Regions from separate parts of the Pan troglodytes genome. Here region 1 is linked to region 2. A link is a contact called in public capture Hi-C data. All regions are on one chromosome and are shown on one strand. The core of a region is the stretch at or near the end of the contact, and the rest is flanking DNA. Distances in the headings are between cores, read along the strand shown. Region 1 overlaps EBF1 (EBF transcription factor 1). Region 2 has its middle 310 kb from the start of CLINT1.

Evidence for each region. Capture Hi-C pulls out chosen DNA fragments and counts their contacts.
Region 1: a capture Hi-C map of stem cell-derived neural stem cells shows a contact between it and region 2, with 3 times the contacts expected there. The contact joins two enhancer-like sites. A contact is called at or near these places in 4 of 7 Hi-C or Micro-C datasets (blood, induced pluripotent stem cells and stem cell-derived neural progenitor cells) and 1 of 1 other capture datasets (stem cell-derived neural stem cells).

Annotation. Positions count from the first base shown.
Region 1 is chr4:156,387,041-156,390,578 of NHGRI_mPanTro3-v2.0_pri, reverse strand. It overlaps EBF1 (EBF transcription factor 1), which reads left to right. Exons shown (of 17, transcript XM_063811625.1): 17 at 1-1,182. Among named protein-coding and RNA genes, the nearest start is that of EBF1, 400 kb to the left of the region's middle. Within about 2 kb of position 1,373, at least 3 of the 24 cell types and tissues checked have an H3K27ac peak or open chromatin away from gene starts, as enhancers often do. A contact at or near this core is called in stem cell-derived neural stem cells, where this site is marked.
Region 2 is chr4:155,858,042-155,861,281 of NHGRI_mPanTro3-v2.0_pri, reverse strand. No RefSeq gene overlaps it. Among named protein-coding and RNA genes, the nearest start is that of CLINT1, 310 kb to the right of the region's middle. Within about 2 kb of position 1,296, at least 1 of the 24 cell types and tissues checked has an H3K27ac peak or open chromatin away from gene starts, as enhancers often do. A contact at or near this core is called in stem cell-derived neural stem cells, where this site is marked.

The DNA.
Region 1 (3,538 bases), core at 124-2,623, 530 kb before region 2:
CTTCATAGAAATCAATGAACATACTTTCTTTCTTAAGTCTGCTTGTATATTTCCTCTGTCTTTCACATAAATATAAACCAGCAGATTGGATGCCTTAACAATGCAAATCATATTCATTTCACTTGTACATTGTAACTGTGCACCAGAACTGTCAGTCATCACTAACATTCTAAGAAAAAAGAAAAAGAAAAAAAGAAAAAAAAAAAAAAACAAAGAAATCGAAAAGCACAAAAGAACTGTTTTGTTACCTTAAGACAATGTAACTTTTTCTAGTAGAGCAAGAAATCATTTACAACAATGCTGCAACTGTGCATGCCCCCATATGGATTTTGCAATGGTTTTCACTAGACTGTCAAGAGTGCGATTTTTATGGGTTGGGGTGGGTGGGGGAGGGGAGTTGTGGGAGGGTAAGGGAGGGAGGAAAGCTGTTTTTCATGGTGAGAAATAATAATGATGACTAATAATAATAAAAAAACTGGAAAATGTAAGCAAGGTGGACGCATTGCTTCTCGGTACTCAGAAAGGTTATCTGAATTTGCGTGGTAAGCGCTGGCCTGAAGATGTACACAAGTTAAAGCCATATTTTGTCTGGTGAGCCCCTTAACTGTTTCTGAAGGAATGAACGGTCAGCCGGGAAGGTGTCCGGCTTAGACCTTGACAACAGACACTACCCATCTGTCAGCCATGTGCAGTGGTTAGAACTCTTCTTGAAAGTCCAAAGAGCCTTTAAAATGTGTATAATTTGTGTTTTGTTGCTTCTATTTCTATTGATTAGATGAAAAGACATTCTGGCCCTCTGATCCTCTTTCTTCTCCACAAAAGTTTTACAAATAAAAGATGTTCCCCTAAATACAGAATATGGCTTTAAGAAGAAAATGAAATGAAGAATTAAATTAAGATTTCAGTGTTGGGGGAAAAATACAGCTTCTGGATGACTGGATTGCATAACATTGCCCTGGCCTCACATTGTACTAGGATGCAGCTTAAATGAAGTCATCTCTAAATCTACTAACCTTTCACCTTCTTATCAAAACTTTTTGAATAGACACACACTGTACAGTTCAATTGTTAGAGAACCTAACTACTGTAGAGATTGTTATAATTTTTTTTTTTGCAAAAATTCAAGCTGTAAAAACTTTTCAATTTTCACAATATTTAATTAAAGTTACTTCCTGTCTGTGATGGCAGCTCCTAGTTGTGTATTCATTTCTCTATTTCAGATGAGCCAAAGTCCAACATAATGTAAAAGGTCTGTGTTTGCAATGACTCAGATCAGTCTTGATACCCAGTGAAAAGGAATTAGGGTAGTGCTGGGACACCCTCTTTTTTATGTAGGTCCTTGGGGATTTGCTAATCTGGGATGCAAATTGAACACGCGCAGCGTACTGCTGCCCTCTGCCGGCGGTAGCTGGACGTGCACATGCCCACACTGGTCCACATAGGAGCCAAGAGCCCCCAGCAACTTCAGCAGCCAAGCCCTGAGATCCTCCTGCGTGATTGAACTGTGAATCCAGGAAGTGGCCATTCTAGAACCCCTATCCTTCGTGCTACAAGTCTGAACCAAGCTTTTCACACACAGCTGCTAATTAATCCCAGCGAGCCTTCTGGTCAACTAATTATGTGCCCTGGCTCATTGATGAGGAGGCATGTGTGAACTGAGCTTTCTGTGATCAATATTTTTTAACCCCACATAAATAAGATACTTTTCCTGTTGGACAGGAGTGAAACATTCCACAAATACCAGATAGGTACCTACTCATGTAAAATTGTTTCACTTTAAATTCCATCATGATCATGAGTCTTTCTAAATGCACACTCAATGATTTTCCTACTTTTACAGTTATTGAACATGATGAGGTTAATGATACTTGTAAAATGCCTCAAAAACTCAGCAAATAGGCTGTAGGCCAACAGAAACTTGATGGCCAGAGGTGATAGGATGGCTGCAATACAGTCACATGTGGTGGGCACTGTTTTGGCTTTGGAATATAGCCCGATTTGAGTAATGAAAGAGAGTGATATATAAGTTAGAGAAGCTGCCATCCTTTTTAAAGAAACAGAACTCTTGCTGAAAAGTGTGGCGATTCAATATATGTTTCTTTTGAATTCTGTGTTTGATATAGTTTCCTGTATTAGATGCAGACGATAAAGATTGAACAAGAGGCCCCTTTCCTTAGGATGCACACCATCTCAGAAAAGACACACTTATATTCAAATTATGCTAGAATGGTCGGCCAGGCTGAGACAGGTGTGCCACAATGCTCCACAGAGCACAGCTGACGTCCACACCTCTGACACGCTGGCCCCTACAATCTTTAAGGGCTACCTCTTGAAAGTGCTCATTCACTCGATCGTTCATTTATTCATTCATGCTTGTAAACTTTGCGCGTTTCCTATGCCTCTGGTGCTAGGCAAGACATGGTGATACATCGGTGGGCCATGGTGATGTTATACCCACTTGGAGCTCATACTTGAGTGGGGCAAATGAACGTTAAGCAACCACTCAAGTGCCTGTAACAAACGAATCATGGTAATGAAGAAAATGTCTAGAATGCTCTGAAAGTACATTGCAGCAGGATCTGATTTAACCTGAAGTGCTGGGAAAGGCTCCAGAGAAAGTAACATTTGAGCTGAGGTATAAAAGCTCAGCAGGAGCTAACCAGGTGGGCCTGGCCCCTTAGGCAGAGGAAACGAGGGAGGTGTAAGAACACTGAGCTTTGGAGCACATAAGGTACATTTAGGAACAGAAAAACTATGTGAGTGGAGTGTGCAGATGTGCACAATGAGACTGTGGGGCTTGGGAGTTCAATTCAGAACATGTCCTGAGCACCTACCACGTGCCTGGTACTGTGCTAGCTGCCAGGTACACTAAGCAAATGGGCCATAGTTCCTGCCTGTAGGGCCTATGGCAAGGCTCATAAACTCACAGCCCCATATTTGTTCATAGGGGCTATGCTGGTTAAAAAATCGGGGTGGGCCAGGCACGGTGGCTCACGCCTGTAATCCCAGCACTTAGGGAGGCCGAGGAGGGTGGATCACGAGGTCAGGAGATTGAGACCATCTTGGCTAACATGGTAAAACCTTGTCTCTACTAAAAATACCAAAAAAAATTAGCTGGGCATGGTGGTGGGCGCCTGTAGTCCCAGCTACTGGGGAGGCTGAGGCAGGAGAATGGCGTGAACCGGCAGGTGGAGCTTGCAGTGAGCCGAGATTGTGCCACTGCATTCCAGCCTAGGTGACAGAGCTAGACTCCATCTCAAGAAAAACAAAAAATGAGGGGGTAAACTAGGGATAAAAACAACCAGACAGGGAGTGGGAGGGCTGGGGCCACTGGCAAGTGCATGCTCTGTCCAAAGTGAGAATCCCACTTGCTCCAGGCAATTGCTCCCATGTGAGAATGTGGACCCAGTGTTGCCCATCTTTCATTTCTCAAGAATGCCAGATGTTACTAGATTATTTAAAAATCTGCTATAAAATTTTCACTTTTAAAATGTCGGCAACTTATCTAAAAACAGTGTTTTAAAAACACTTTCTTGGC
Region 2 (3,240 bases), core at 47-2,546:
GAAGACTGGGAAGTGAGGTGACTTCTTCGAGCAGGGGCCTCTGCTCTAAGGAAAAGAAGTCAATGAGAGGCACTCAGAGTGATCTTTAAGCACAAAAAGGGACATCCCACTACAGACGATTTAGACTCACTTTTTTCCATCTGTATCAAAAGTAAAGAAAGATAAGCACTCCCATTGCAACAGGCAAATTTTAGGTTAAGTGTGAATAAGGACATCCCAACTATAAAAGTGAATGAAGCTGTGGAGTGTCCACCACCCCTAGAGAGCTTTGGAGTACGATTTGCAACTCAAGTTACCAAATTGCTTAAAGGCAGGTAAGCTTGTATCAAGACAAAGAGGCAGCCCAGTTGACCTCTATACTGGACTACTCTTCCCAATTTGACATTTTGTTGCTACCTTGAATCATAATAATGTGTTATGCCTGTATAGACTTTACAGTTTTCAAAACACTTTTATGGAGATTTGAATCACCTCTAATAATTCTGCAAAATAGTTTGGGGAGAAATTACCATGTTCAGCTTAGAAATGAAGAAAATCAAGAACCCACAGCCAGGCCGGGCAGAGTGGTTCACATCTGTAATCCCAGCACTTTGGGAAGCCAAGGCAGGAGGATCACTTGAGGCCAAGAGTTCAAGACCAGCCTGGGCAACATAGCAAGGCCCCGACTCTATAAAAAATTTTAAAAATTAGCCAGGCATGGTTGTACTTGCCTGTAGTCCCAGCTACTCGGGAGGCTGAGGTAGGAGGATCACTTAAGCCCAGGAGTTCAAGGCTGCAGTGAGCCAAGGTTGCACCACTGCACTCTAGCTTGGGCAACAGAGGAGACCCTGTCCCAAAAAAAGTGGCGTGGGGTGGGGTAGGGGGGAAGAATCCACAGCCAGCCAGTGAAAGACCAAGACAGGACTTGAACTGTGACCTTGGAACTCTTACAGGGTTGTGCTTTTTCCACCAGCTATGGAGAACCATGCATCTTACCCGCCGAGACCTCAACTCTCAGCTACTCAATTTCCAAGGTCTGAATCTTTGTGCCAGCCATTTGGATTTCTGAGAAAGCCCAGGGAAGCCCATACACAGACACTCAGGCCATAGCGGGCAAGAGTGAGAAATCACAGTGACGTGCTTATCTAGCTGGAGCTGCCTGCAGATAAGAAGGAAGATAGTGCATGTCACAGCAACTTCCTGGGTTTGTGTTCAGACCACCATTCCCCCTCGGCCCTACTGAAACAGACTCCAGTCATGAAACACTCCCCTCTTCCTGCCTTTTTGTCTTCTCTAAGTTCTTTGCTCTCCCCGCAAGCCTCCTCCCTTATCTTACGGCTCCCTCTCCTTCAGGCAAGCCAGGCCTAATCTCTCACCTCTCACTGGCAGGACAAAGAAGCTGTTCAGTGTGATGACAGGCACTGGGAAGAGACCCTTGCCCCCAGAGATCTCCCAGTGGCTAAAACACCCAAAATGAAGGGCAGTCTCACACTCTATGTTGACTGATTAAAACTCTAGAGACTAAGCGGGAATTACTTTATCAGAATGCCTTCCTTTACATCAGGAGTGGGTTCGTATTTATCCAGTCAACAATGGTGCTAGGCATAGGGGTACACAGCCCCAGGCCTCATAGCACTCACGGTCTGATACTGAGCTGCTGTGACTCTGTTATAGGAGTGCCATGATCCTGAGTCCCTCGGTCCTCTGGGCAGCTGGGTGGCAGGCACCAGGGCTTCCCTCTCACCATGAGGTCCTCATTTGTCATTACTGTGTGTGCTGCACCATGAGAAAGGTTGGGTCCTGGTCTAATGGACCTGCATCAACCAAATCCAAGGCTCCTGGAGAGAGAGGAGGGGAAGACACTGAAAGGGAAAGAAAACCCCCAAACCAGAGAATTGGAGTCCTGCAGGCAAATATTACTTTTTGATATGACTGGAATTTATCTTACTGCCCTATCACTGCTGCCACCCACTGTCCATGCCCACACATGCCACAGTCCAACCAAAGAATTCCTATGCACTGCTTTGTAACAGCAACTGAAGGGGCATCCTGGGACCCTCTAAGCATTTACTTGATTTCCAAGCCTGCTATTTCATTCTTGTCCTGGTTTTCTTGAAATCTGAGGAATGAAGTGGCCCAAGACCACTCAGTAAGTAAAAACAGGGTGGATAAGAAGTCAGAGCAGGCACCAGTGTGCTTGGAATTCTGGCCCATCACCTACTAAACCTGTGACCAGAGGCTGACTACTTTACTTGCCTCCTCTCCCTTATCTGTACAGTGGGTATTTAAAGAGTATCTACATGGACTACTACTCAGCCATAAAAAGGAATGCATTAATGGCATTCACATCAACCTGGATTGGATTGGAGTCCATTAGTCTAAGTGAAGTAACTCAGGAATGGAAAACCAAACATCATACGTTCTCACTTGTAAGTAGGAGGTAAAATATGAGGATGCAGAGGCATAAGAATGACACAATGGACTTTGGGGACTCAGCGGGAAAGGCTGGAAAGGGAGTGAGGGATAAAAGACAAAAAATCAGGTTCAGTGTATACTACTCGGGTGATGGGTGCACCAAAATCTCACAAATCACCACCAAAGAATTTACTTGTGTAACTAAATACTACCTGTTCCCCAAAAACCTATGGAAATGAAAAAATTAAAAAAAAAAATAAAGAATATCTACACTGTTGCATTCTATGGAAGATTAAATGAGATAATACAAGGAGATGCTCATGGCTTGGCACAAAATAAGTGCTCATTTTAACAATATTAATATTTTAATTGGCACATAACAAGTGCTCATTTTAACAATATTAACATTTAATTGTTTAATAAGTCCTCATTTTAACAATATTAGTAGCCATGTCAGAAGCCCTCAAGTTTCAACGTGCAGTGCTGTTTTGTTTTCATTATTGTTTTCCTGCCAAACTACCCTTTGTGTCATAGGAGATTGACATATTTATGATGCAGTTCCTGATTCAGTGAAGAGAATGACCCTTTGAAATGTCACTAGAAGGGCAATTGCTCCTTGCTGCAGATTCAGATCATCAGTTTGCTACTTCCCCACTTCAAGACCTGTGCCCCGTTGGCACAAAGCAGACCCAAAACCTAAGGTCTCTCCACACACCCTCAATGCCAGCCTCTTGAATCAAATTACGAAAGGATCCTCTTTTCAAATGCAACTTTGATATCAGACTAACCAAAAAGATACAGCACTCTGGTCTTAGTGACACAATTCTTATCTCACTAGTGATTCTT